Linked DNA regions of Mus musculus: region 2 is linked to region 1. The links are chromatin contacts, called in public Micro-C maps. All regions are on one chromosome and are shown on one strand. The core of a region is the stretch at or near the end of the contact, and the rest is flanking DNA. Distances in the headings are between cores, read along the strand shown. Region 1 holds the start of Nefl (neurofilament, light polypeptide). Region 2 holds the start of Egr3 (early growth response 3).

Region 1 (6,311 bases), core at 2,848-5,347:
CACTTACCTATGGTTTATGTTGGTGCCTTATTTAAGGTACTTTAATTAAGTAAAAACCACAGCAAAATATGTCATTCAGTGTAACTTTATTTACTATTTATTGCACATAACTCGAGGTCTTTAATTTCTAACCACTGAAGATTCAAGTTACTATTTTTCCCATGAGGTTGCACATGAACATTAGTGAATTCATTTATTCGTGTTGTGTGTGTGGTTTTTTTTTTATTATTATTGTAAACATCTGTGTGATTCACATTGCCATAGATCCTGAACTCATAAGCATGGACCATGCACAGGCTGGCAGCAAGCCAGAAAGCCACTCTGCAAGCAAACAGATACTCTGCGTAAGGAGGAAATTCATAGCACAACATTGAAAGTCCAACCTAAGTCATCTCAGAATTATACATGTATTGACTTCTTAATTTGTATAGGATCTGGAACTCAACTGGTTGGTTGGTGATGAGGTTGACCTGATTGGGGAGAACTTTTCCTGGAATAGTTGGGAATAGGGCTCAATCTTTCTTCTTAGCCACCTGCTCCTCTCCAGCACTCTCCTCTTTCTTCTCTTCCTCTTCAGATTCTTTGGTGTCTTCCTCCTCACCCTCACCACCTTCTTCTTCTTCTTTTGTGTCTTCAGACTCATCCTTGGCAGCTTGAACATAAAAAGAAAATACAAAACTCCAGGGTAGGTCTAGGCAAACCATTTCTACTGAGGCTTTGTGGGCTAATAATCACTATTGTCAGACTGTGTCTAAAAACTTCTTGGCCCCACTCTCCTAAAGGATATGTAAAAGGAGGTTGCTTCCAGGTACTGGAAGCTCATCTCCTCTCCAAGAGCTGCCCTCAGTAATTTCATATGTCTGGCACTGATGTTCTTTAGGGCGCAATCAACTCTTTGTCTTTTGGCCAACATCAAATGTTCCTTTGGGTACCAAACCACTGTGTTAAATGAGTGTACATGAACGTTTTATAATTTACCATCTGTGCTTACTAAACGTGTGTGTTCTCGTTAAATGTGCACTGTTTATGACTGCAAAGCTCACATAGAATTTAGATAAGCAAAGCCTGCATAGGTCATGGATCTCCCAATAAAAATCCACAGCCAATTTGCAATAGAGATTCTGAAAGGGTTTTTTTTTAATGCTTTTCATACCTTCTTCCTCCTCAGCGCCTTCCTCTTCCTCTCCCTCCTCTTTCTCCTTCTCCTCCTCTTCTGCTTCTCCTTCAGAGGGGGGCTCATCCTTGGCCTCCTCAGCTTTCGTAGCCTCAATGGTCTCCTCGACCTCTGTCTGCTCTTCCTGGACGTGGCTGGTATAGTAGGCTGGGAAAGAGCGAGCAGACATCAAGTAGGAGCTGCTCTGCAAGCCACTGTAAGCAGAACGGCCGAAGACCTGCGAGCTCTGAGAGTAGCCGCTGGTTATGCTACCCACGCTGGTGAAACTGAGCCTGGTCTCTTCGCCTTCCAAGAGTTTTCTGGTGGAGAGGGAATGAAGAGTACAGTTAGAGCAAGGCTGGATGTGTTCATTGCTCTAAGCCCACATTCATTACTTTCCTCTACAACCAACCTCAAAGGCAAATACAAGAACAAATACGGTTAGGCATAATCAAAATTTAATAAGGAGTTCACGAGAGACCCCACCCAAAAAGACCTTCTATGCATCCCTATTAGGTTTAAAATATGAATGCTAAGAACAGGGCTTATGTTACTTCAGGGTTAATTCCCTACACATTTGTACCCTCTTGGAGGAAGACCAAAGTAGGACTATTCTAGAGCACGTGGGACTCACTATAACTGCACTGACTGGGTCATCTGCTCTGTCCTGAGCCGCCATGCCCACTGCCAGCACCACCCTGATGTTACCTGTAAGCTGCAATCTCGATGTCCAAGGCCATCTTGACATTGAGGAGGTCCTGGTACTCCTTCAGGTACCTGGCCATCTCGCTCTTCGTGCTTCTCAGCTCATTCTCCAGTTTGTTGATTGTGTCCTGTAGGAAGATTGTTTTAAAAAATTCAAAACACAAATCTCTACTGCATTTGTTTTACTGTAGTATCCATGATAAGTTCTGGTCTTAGTTAACTCCAAAGTGTACACCTTCCAGAAATCTCCCTTAAAATAATGGGGTGGGGTGGGGCATAGGGGGAGGGGTTGGCCTAAAATGCCCAGTCTAGTGAAGCAAGAGAAGGAGAGGAGGAAGAGGAGGGGAGTAGACTGATGTGAACAATTTTGAAAATTGTTCTCAATTGATTATGGTAAGCTGTCTTTTAAAACTACCAAATTGATGATGATATTATTATTATTATTAACCACCCTTGTCACATTTCTTTTAGCCAGGTCGCATTTGGGAAGGGGAATATATATATAGTGTGTGTGTGTTTGTCTAAATAAATATATAAATAAAAATTAAATTATATATATTTGTGTAGCTGTTTGTCTAAAATGCTTCCCCCCGCCAAAGATGAAGAACTTTTTTTTTAATGGACTGCAGTGATTAATTGCTAAAATATTGTGACTGTATTCTTGTGTCCCTATTAAAAAAAAAAACTATCCCAAGGCTGGGTGGCCCAAAACTAGTGAGAGCTAGCAGGCATATTTATTAACCAGGAGATCCAGGAAGTACTGAGGGTAACTTGGGAGTTAAGGGTTGTCAGTAAAGAGAAGGCATTACTTGGCAACGCCCAACTCCGACTCCCTCCGCCCCTTCCTCCCAACTCACCCCTAACAACCCTGATTCAACCAGAACAAGCAATCCCCAGGCAGCAGTCGCGCCCCGCCCCCTCCAAATGCCCCATCCTTTCCACAACCTCTCGGAAGCCAAGCCCTCTGATAGCTGCTCTGTGCTCTAGAACCCCCTAGCGTTCACTCTCTGGGTACACCCTGACTCCCCCCCCCCCCGCCGCCGCCCCTACCGTGGACCTCCCCACCCCCACTGAGCTTAAACCGTACTATACCTGCATGGCGCTAATGTCTGCATTCTGCTTGTCCTCTAGCTCCTGCAGCTGCTTCTCCAGAGCTTCGTTCATACCCCGGCAGGCTTCGATCTCCAGGGTCTTAGCCTTGAGCAGGCGGCGGCTTTCCGACACCTCGTCCTTGGCAGCGCGCACAGCGTCGGTGTTCTTGGCGGCGCTCTCGGTTAGCACGGTGAAGCGGCTCTTGAACCACTCTTCGGCGTTCTGCATGTTCTTGGCGGCCAGCTTCTCGTACTGAGCGCGGATGTCCTTGAGAGCGGCGGAGAGGTCGGGCTTGGAGGACACGTCCATCTCCACGGAGATCTGAGCATACTGGATCTGAGCCTGCAGCTCGGCGATCTCTTCCTCGTGCACCTTCTTCAGGAAAGCTATCTCGTCCATCAGGCTGTCGATGCGCTTCTCCAGCTCGGCGCGGGCGAGCGCGGCCTCATCCGCACCTTTGCGCGCTTCCATCAGCCGGCCCTCGGCGTCCTCGCGGCTCAGCACTTCTTCCTCATAGCGAGCCTGCAGGTTGCGCAGAGTCTCCTCCAGCCCCTCGCGCTCGCCCTGCAGCGCCTGCTTCTCGTTAGTGGCGTCTTCCGCTGCCAGCCGCAGATCGCGGATCTCCTGCTCGTACAGGGCGCGGAAGCGGGAAGGCTCAGAGTGTTTCTGGCGCAGCACCAACAGCTCGGCTTCCAGGACCTTGTTCTGCTGCTCCAGCTCGTGCACGCGCTCGATGAAGCTGGCGAAGCGATCGTTGAGGTCCTGCAGCTGTGCCTTCTCTTGTGTGCGGATAGACTTGAGGTCGTTGCTGATGGCGGCTACCTGGCTCAGATCGAGATTCTCCAGGCTGGGCATCAAAGAGCCAGAGCTGGACGAGTAGCTGCGGCGCACGGACAGCGAGGAGGAGACCGGCGCGGAGTAGCTGGAGTACGCGGAGCGCGCCGTGCTGTAGCCGCTGCGCACGCTGGAGATGTGCACCCGGGGCGTCTCCACATAGCGCCGCTTGTAGGAGGTCGAAAAGTACGGATCGTAGCCGAACGAACTCATGGTGGCGGCCGGTGCGCCCCTCAGGCCCGGGGCGGAGATGGGGGACCTAGAGAGAAGAACGGGGGAGAAGAGGGAAAGGGGAGGATGGATGGCTGTGTGCGGCTCGGCGCGGTCCTGCCACCTCTATTTATACGCCGGGACTCTGACGCAGACTGTGATCGATCGCCGTGCGCAGGCCAGTGGGGGCAGCGCGTTGCTGCAGCCAAGGGGAGGATTCTGCGCAAAAGCAAAGGCGGGGGCGAACGACAGAAGGCTAGCGAGCTGCGGCTCCAGCCTGGCCGCTTTTCTATGAGGACCCCTACTTTCTCTGAGACCCCCATAACTTCCCTGCTTATTCTTTTCCTTTCCTATTCCCCCGTCCCATCCTGCCTCTTAATACCTAAAGCCCACATCACTAGGACTCTTAAATGTTCCAAATAAAAAGGTTCGCGATCCCTACTGACACATCAACTTTTAACATCCAATGTCACAAAGACACCTTCACCCCACCCCACCCCACCCCACCCCACTCCCAGCTTTCCCTTTTTGCCTCAGGGACCCTCTCAAGCACCCTGATTCGTGTTTAAGCAGCACGTTTGGGTTGCTGACAATAGCTAATGTTCTTGCGGCATTACTGCAGGAAAAGTTTTGCATGTCTTTGTAGCTATTTTCTGACGTTTTCTTAAATTCGCCCCACTTTCTCCTGCCTCCTTTTATTTTTATTTCTATTTCTTTCCGTATTACTCTTCTTCTCAATACATAGGGAAATTGCACCACTACACACCATTGGAACCGCAGGACAGCGGGTGTTCATTTTGGCATTTTAAAACCTTTACAGCAGTTAATTTGTCTGACACCTTTCATAGAATTTCCCCTTTCTTTGTGAGAAATGTAGTCGGGAATGCTTAGGAGGGGTTGGAACCAGCCAGGTAAAGATTTGCAAGGCAAAAGACGGGCGCGCTCGGCCGCGGGAGAACTTCAGGGTGCCTTTATCCTCACTGAGCTATTCATACTTCCAACGCCTCAAAAGCCTCTTCTCCTCTTTTTAACACCTGTGTGGTACCCCAACCTGATGGTTTCAACAAGCCATGAAGGTAGATGGGGAGAGAGAGAGAGAGAGAGAGAGAGAGAGAGAGAGAGAGAGAGAGACTGCTGCAAAGGGCTACCCGCTCTGGGTGTGGTCTTCAGGAAGAGAACGCTGCATGGAGCCTGCTGAAATTCACAGATAATAGATACACTTAGGAACCTATGGGCTTCCTTCAGGGAGCACCCAGATACCAGAGTGGGCACGCCAAACGCACGTGGGTGCAACATTTTCATACTCGCGTTGTGAGCGCCTGCAGTTCCGAAGAGATACTGCAGATTTGTAAGAAATAACTAAAACCTTTAAGCAAGCATTTGGCGTTTTGTTTAATTTGTTCAATGTATCGCTGGCTTGCTGATTCCTTTAAATGGCACAGTGGGAGGTTACCGTTTTCAAGTAAAAAGTAGTGAAATTTTTGGAGTTGTACTCGGTCGCTTCTGGAGACCAAACAGAGGATGAAGGGAGCTTAATTCTGTATATTCCTTTCTCGTGTTACACATACTGTGATTCTGATAACTCGCCCCTTCAAAGAAGAAAACTGGGCTGAAGCAGAAGACTTCTGTAAGGTTGCTGGTGGCTTAAAGCTGTTAAGTCTAAGCCATATTAGAAGCCCACCCGTGTTTACACAATCTAAGCTTTCAAACCTAATCACCAGGCTGCCTGAGTGTGGCTGGCATACAGAGCCAAGCGTTTCTTCAGATGGTTCTCTGTAGCCTGTATCTTCTTTTTCTCATTCATCGCTGAACAAGAGGACTGAAGAGGTTGGGAGGTGGGACAGAGAAAAAAAGTCTTGAATAAGCCATGGCTTTTCTTCCTTCCCATTACTCATATAGAAGAGGAGTTTCAATTGTTTCCCCCAAGCTCGCTCCATGTAACTTCTATTATTTCAATCTTTTGTAAAGGTTGGGTGTGGTTCATTTCCATTCTGCCAGTGCTTTTCCGCCAGAGTTACAGGTCATTCTCAGAGATCTTAGGTGCTCGTGTGTGTGTGTGTGTGTGTGTGTGTGTGTGTGTGAGAGAGAGAGAGAGAGAGAGAGAGAGAGAGAGACAGAGACAGAGACAGAGACAGAGACAGAGACAGAGAGACAGAGACAGAGAGAGACAGAGAGAGACAGAGACAGAGAGACAGAGAGAGAGACAGAGACAGAGACAGAGAGAGAGAGAGAGATTTCTATTGAGGGGCAGGGCTCCTTGATAATGCCTTTGACTGCAGAGCAGACTGCCCACAAGGGAGTGATGCATCTGGTGCTG
Region 2 (6,311 bases), core at 1,293-3,792, 2.0 Mb before region 1:
AGGATGCAGAGGGCGCACCCCCTTTCTCCGACTTCTTCTCCTTTTGCTTGAGGTGGATCTTGGCGTGGCGCTTGCGCTCGTCGCTGCGCGCAAACTTGCGCCCACAGAACTCACAGGCAAAGGGCTTCTCCCCGGTGTGCGTGCGGATGTGAGTGGTGAGGTGGTCGCTGCGGCTGAAGCTGCGCATGCAGATCCGACACTGGAAGGGCTTGTGGCCCGTGTGGATGCGCAGGTGCCGGGTCAGCTCGTCTGAGCGGCTGAAACGGCGGTCACAGCCTTCCGCGGGACACGCGTGGGGCCGCTCGTGGAGCGGGGTCTTGCTAGGCCGATTGGGGTACTTGCGGGGCCGGATGGGCTTGAGAGTGAGCGGCGGTTGGGGCAGGCTGCCGAATCCCGGGTGGATCTGCTTGTCTTTGAAGGCCTTGATGGTCTCCAGTGGGGTAATAGGGGGTGGGTTGACCCGGATGGGGTCCATGCCCTGGAAGGGCTTATGTTCCGGAATGGAGCCCATGTCGTTGGGATGGTGGTACAGGTTGTAGTCAGGAATCATGGGGAAAAGATTGCTGTCCAAGGCCGGCTTGGCCGATTGGTAATCCTGGGGGGAATAGGCGAGCCCAGGGTTTCCCTGGGGGTCGTGGAAAGACACGGGCTCCGAGTAGAGATCGCCGCAGTTGGAATAAGGAGGCAGCGCCGGATACATGGCCTCCACGTCTCCCTGAGGAGGCTGCACCATGCTAGCCGTGGACGTCTGCGTACTGAGCGCCCCTGAGGCCGGGGGCACCCCCAAGATGCCGGCACTCATGAGGCTAATGATGTTGTCCTGGCACCAGTTGGAAGGAGAGTCGAAAGCGAACTTTCCCAAGTAGGTCACGGTCTTGTTGCCGGGGGCTGGCTGGAAAGAGCTCGAATAAGAGAGTTCCGGATTGGGCTTCTCGTTGGTCAGACCGATGTCCATCACATTCTCTGCGGAGAGCGGGGGAGAGAGGGGAGGGGTGAGTGAAGCCGAGCCGGCTCCCGGCCGCGGCGCCCAGGTCCTTGCCCAGGAGTAGAGGGTGCGGCCGGCTGGAGTGCGCAGCGCGTGGGGTAAGAGGAACGCCGAGCCCGGCGCAAAGCGGGCGGTGCCGCGCTCCCCGGCGCAACCTGGATACAGCAAAATACTACGGATCGGGGTGTGGAGTGGCTCCGGCACACACACCGCACACGCCGCGCACACACTCACGTACCACACACAGACACGCACGCGCGCAAGAGAGCATTGTTGTTCTTCCCGAGGTGGGGCGGACAGGTAGCTGCAGCTACAGGTAGTTTCAGACCCGGAGCGCGCCCGGCTCTCGCTCTCCAGCACACACAACTCGGCCTCTTCCCCCGGCCCTGTCTACTCCAAGACGCCGCGCCTTCATGCCCCAAGCGAGGTCCCCCTACGCGCGCTGAGCCCGGGTGGCCGACCCAAAGAGCTTCGACGCTTTTGTCCTCGGAGCGCAGAAGGGTGCCGCCCGTAAAGGGAGCCTCTCCCGGCCCCAGTCTCCTCCCGGCCTGAAGGAGCTTTCTGCTCGGGCTGGAGGGGAAAAGCCTAAACCCAGCTAAGGAGAGTGGAGAGCGGCGGAAAACCAGCCCATGTCTCCACGGCGGGAGCGGCCGCCGTTCCCAAGCTCCCGGGTCCCAGGATCGCCCCCGGTGGCAAACCCTTTCCCCCGCCCCGTGGGTGAGCCCCCTCCCTCTCCCCACCGTCCCCACACCCCCAATGGCTTTGCTGAACGCCCCGGAAAGGCAGCGTCGCAGTACCTCTCCCACCGTGGGGACTCCACGCCGCACATGGCTCCATCCCGGGTGGGAGGCTGAGGGAGTAAGGAGGGGGGAGAGCGCGGGTGAAAAAGACGCTGGGCTCCTCCCGAGAAAGGGGGCTACAGCACCACGCCTTGCACGCAGCCCAGCGATCGGGCCCCCTGCGTGGGGAGGGAGAACCCCAGAGCTGCTCGCACCTACCTCCCTCCAGTCGGCGGCTGCCCCCACCCGGGAGAACCGAAGCCTCAACCGTGGCGTCTCCAACCAAGCCTTCCCGATCTCGGAGGGCGGGAGGAGTGGGTGGGAAAAGCAACTCGCCCCCCAGAAAATTCCCAGCGCGCCCCCCATCTTTCCATCCGTCTCTCCATCCATCCATTTCTGCATCCATCGATATGTGCATCCATCGCTAGCTCGCTCCCTCCTCCTCGTCCTCCCCCTTTCCTTCCTCGCTGCCTCGCCGCCTCACCGCCACCCTTACCTGTAGCCATCTGATTGTAATGGGCTACCGAGTCGCTGCTGCCGGAGAAGAGGTTGAGCGCGCTGGGGATCTCCTCGGGGTACAGATTGTCAGGCAATTGATTTAGCAAACTGCTCATGGTCACCGGCAGCTTCTCGGCGAGTTTGCCGGTCATAGCACTCCCGAGCTACCGCCGCCACCGCCGCCGCCGCCACCGCCGCCGCCGCCTGTTCCTAACGCAGCTTCCAGGCGAGCGGCATCCGAGAGGCGATCCGTGGTGCAGGGGAAAAGCATGCGAGAGGGAAAGTTCGGAGGGAGGGGGGAGTGAAAAGGGGAAGGGGTGGGTCAGGGGAGGGGATCTATTCTTTTTTGGAGGGGTGGATGGGAGAGGGGCAAAGAGGGTAATCCTCTCGGGTGCCTCGGCTGGTGCGGTGCGACGCTGGGTCGTGGGGGTGGGGTGGGGCGTGTGCGAGGAGTGGGATGGGGGCTGGGCTGGGGGGGTGATCTAGGCTCCAGGGGGTCAGACGCGGCTTCAGTATTGATCTCACAGACACGAGCCCGCCGACCCCCCCCGCCCCCCGATCTGCCACAGCCGCCGCCGCCGCTGCCGCCGCCACCTCCTCTGCTGCTGCTGCCGCCGCCGCTGCTATCACCACCAACCAGCCCCGCCGCTTCCTAGCTAGCTCACTGCTGCCCAAAAGCTCCCAGCCAGGGAACTCCACCAGTCTATTTATCTGAGCCCCGGGAAAGCTCCGTGACGTAGCTGCCCATATATGGACAGACAAAGCCCAGCCGAAGGGGCGCGACGTCACAATGGAAGCTCCTCACAATGGAACATTAGAAAGCAGGAAGCGGGCCGCAGCCAACGTGCAGCGCCCGCACCGCTCTCCGTTCTTTAAAAAAAAAAAAAAAAAAAAAAAAAAAGTCAATTAGATTAGAAAGAAGGAAAGCGAGAAGAGAAAAAAGAAAGAGGGACGAAGCCGAATGCAAAGCGCGCGATGCGCAGTGCACAGTTGAAAAACCCTGTAACTAAACATGTAGGTTTTTATTTGAGGACAGCATTAGAGACAGAATTTAGTCGTTGGAGGAGTGGAGTTGTTTGCAATTGGTCTCCAGCACTCCCAGCATTTAGAAAGAGTTCAGTACACCAGGACACAGGTTCCTTAGCAGTCTAGGAATGGGAGAGGTGACCGCTTCAAGCCAGGCTCCCCCACACAACTTCTGTCTTTCCTTCTTATCCTTGACTGGATTCAGATGGAGAGATGAAGTATTTTCCTTTGGGGAAGGGGTTCTAATGTCCTAAGGCTTCTTATTCTTGGACACTTAGAACTTTCGTGCGGACATCATTCTGATTCACCGCCCGCAGCCCCGGCCCCTCCCTTGGGGTTCCTGACCCCGCGCTGACTCTCAGTTGAGCGCAGTGGCCCGGGAATGTGTAGCGGATTAGCTAGTTGCGCAGTGGGCAAGAACTTTTAGGGGCGAGGGTATGAGGGTTTTGTTGTTGTTGTTGTTGTTGTGGAGATTAGGAAAGAGTGAAGTTTAGGGGATAGAAAACACGTGCACCAAATAATTCCCAGATAAATTCCCTAACGGTTCTAAAGCAAACCCCTTTGGCCACAGGATGGCAGGAGGGCCCAGCAGGCCGGGGCACAGTCGCTATCTACTGCAGCCGGCGAAGGGCTTGCGGCTGAGTTACTGCGGGAAGATGTGAAACCCACAGATTCTAAGCCACCAAGGCGGTCTCCTCCAGTCTCTACTCTCTGTCTCCCGCAGGGTTGTCCTCATTGCTGCCTGAGGGTGCCTTGCAGTCAAGGGCGGCCCCCTGTGCCGACCCAGGGTGCTGTCACCTCGACAGCGGATCCCGGGGGTGGGTGATGTGTTCCCCGAGGCCTGCTCCTGAAGCGCGCAGCCTGGCTGAGAGCGAGGGGGAGGAGAGGGAGGGAGCACGGAGGCGCGACCCCGAATCACACCGGGTTGGCGGGGGAGGATTCCCTCCTCAGTGGCCGCGTGGGCGCGGTGAATCCCGCGGCCCCCGCTGGAGAGTCGGGGTTGGGGGAACTTGCATCTCTCAGGGGGAGTGGGAGTGTTGACAAGAAGGAAGAGAGGATCCCCGGGCCTCACGCCGTGGGAGGTCCATGCGGGGCCGGGGGACGCGTGGGAGGAACTCCCTAGCTGCGCATTGTGATGGGGGTGGATGACAACCTCACTCCCTCTTCCCTCCCCTCAGTTTGGAGGAGAACATTGGGTGGGAAGGGCCCAGACTCCCCCGGATCTCCTCTAGCTCTTAGGGAAGGAGGGATTCCCGCCGCCCGTGAGCCCCCATCTCTGCCACCCCCACCTCCTCTCCCTCCAGGCTACCCATTCCTGTGCTCTAGAGGCTTTGCGCCCCCGGGTTCTCCTCCGCCCGCGCGGCGCGGGGAGACTGCGCGCTGCAGCGGTCCCGGGCTTCGGCCGGAATCAGGGCATGCAGCGCTTCCCGCCCCCGGCTCCATCCCTGGAGGGGGGAGCGGCTGGTCAGGGGCGTGGGCGGCGGTGTGAGCCTAGCTGGGTGCGGGAGGGGCCTCCGCGGCTGCAGGGAGGGTCGCGGGGCAGCGGGCCAAGCCGGGAAGAGCCATACAAGGAGCGGATCCGGTGACGCGCCGGCCGCGCCCCTTCTCCTGCTCTATTTGGCTGCAGATTCCGGTCCCCGGATTTGCATATTTTGGCATCCAGTGGAAAAGGGAAGAACGGAACCCGCAGCCTTTAAAGGAACCGCACAGACTGTAGCGTCACCTAGAGAGGCGGTCTGGCGGGGGGGGGGGGGGTGCGTGAAAAATTAGCCTCGAGCTCTGGCCTCTGGCTGGAGAGCCAGGCAATTGGGGAGGGGAAGGGGTGCCTAGGGTACCCGCAAGCTTTGGGCACGCCTCTGCATTGCTTCCTGCTGCGCGTGCGAGGGGAGGCTGGCTGACTGCGGTGGGAGGGGCGGGGTGTCTCGGTGGGTTCCTGCCTTCTGCCTGGACTTGCTGCGAGGTTCTCGGCCCTGGACCGAGCAGCAGGTCTAAGATGGACTGCAATGCCCGTGTCTCCCCGCGTGAGGCAGAGATCAGCCTGACAGGGTGGTGGGAAGGAAGTGGAAGGCCTATGGCAGCCCAGCTCAACTAGCAAGGACCCAGGATAACATCCACTTTTCCACCTGTTGGGCTCTCTCCATAGAAGGAGCTGGGGGTTCTGTTCTTTTTCCATATGGGCCTATAGTGGAAGCATTTGGGATACTCGAAGGCTTTCCGGTCCCAGTGTCAGTTATTGCTTCTCCAGGGATGGCTGGAAACACTTTCGAGGATAGTTAGCTTGTTTCAAAGAGGGAAAGCACTCAGCTGGGCCTGCTGGCTTGCACCAGGACCCTGTTGCTTACCAGATAAGACCGGAAAGACGGCCTCTTTCCTACTAGTTCTAATTGAATGGAAGATTTCAGTTCACTTAATATATTTATCAGCACTTCACTCTGACATGGGAAACTGCTGCGCGTCCCATCTATTGATTGTGTTAACAATACAGACCTCATAGGAAGAGTTAAATCAGAGAATTTTTCAGAGAGTACCTATACCAGAACTCTAGCAAGTGCTCAATAAATAGCAGTGACTATCATTAAACTGTATTCTCTCTCATCCTGCTGCATGATGAGTACACTCCTTGTGTGCCCCGGGGATGCATTTACACAATGCAGCTGGTTAAAAAGTGCCCAGTCGGGGAAGCCATCCCGTCCAGCTTGTCATGTAAAAGAAATACTATTTATTTACAGAGAAAACTAAATTACTATTTGGGGAGCCTGATACCTGTGTCAATCTGGGGATGCTTAAAGGATGGTCCCCTTTCTGCCTGAGCCAAGACATGAATTAAGATCTCAACAGCTGGTGGTGACAAGGAGGCAGGCTATAATGTCCCTGAATCATTTTCTAACACCCTGGAGTGTCTGTGGCTCCCAGGAAGGGGTGGAGGATCTGGGGCCTTTTTGTTGCCACGAAAGGAGCCTACAGGCCTAGACCCTTAATGACTACTTTCTATTCAGGTTGTAGTGCCAGCAAATGCCCTCTGT

The links. Hi-C and Micro-C count contacts between places; a contact is called where the count stands out from the background.
Region 2: a Micro-C map of embryonic stem cells shows a contact between it and region 1, with 10 times the contacts expected there. The contact joins the promoter of Egr3 here to the promoter of Nefl in region 1. A contact is called at or near these places in 1 of 39 promoter capture datasets (cranial neural crest), 1 of 484 Hi-C or Micro-C datasets (embryonic stem cells) and 3 of 115 datasets of contacts at active chromatin or transcription factors (embryonic stem cells and pancreatic cancer cells).

The regions. Positions count from the first base shown.
Region 1 is chr14:68,081,649-68,087,959 of GRCm38.p6, reverse strand. Nefl (neurofilament, light polypeptide) reads right to left here and starts at 4,097. Exons shown (of 4, transcript NM_010910.2): 1 at 2,951-4,097; 2 at 1,862-1,986; 3 at 1,154-1,473; 4 at 1-652. The coding sequence starts at 3,997. The coding sequence ends at 513.
Region 2 is chr14:70,073,548-70,079,858 of GRCm38.p6, reverse strand. It overlaps Egr3 (early growth response 3), which reads right to left and starts at 2,542. Exons shown (of 2, transcript NM_018781.4): 1 at 2,261-2,542; 2 at 1-963. The coding sequence starts at 2,414.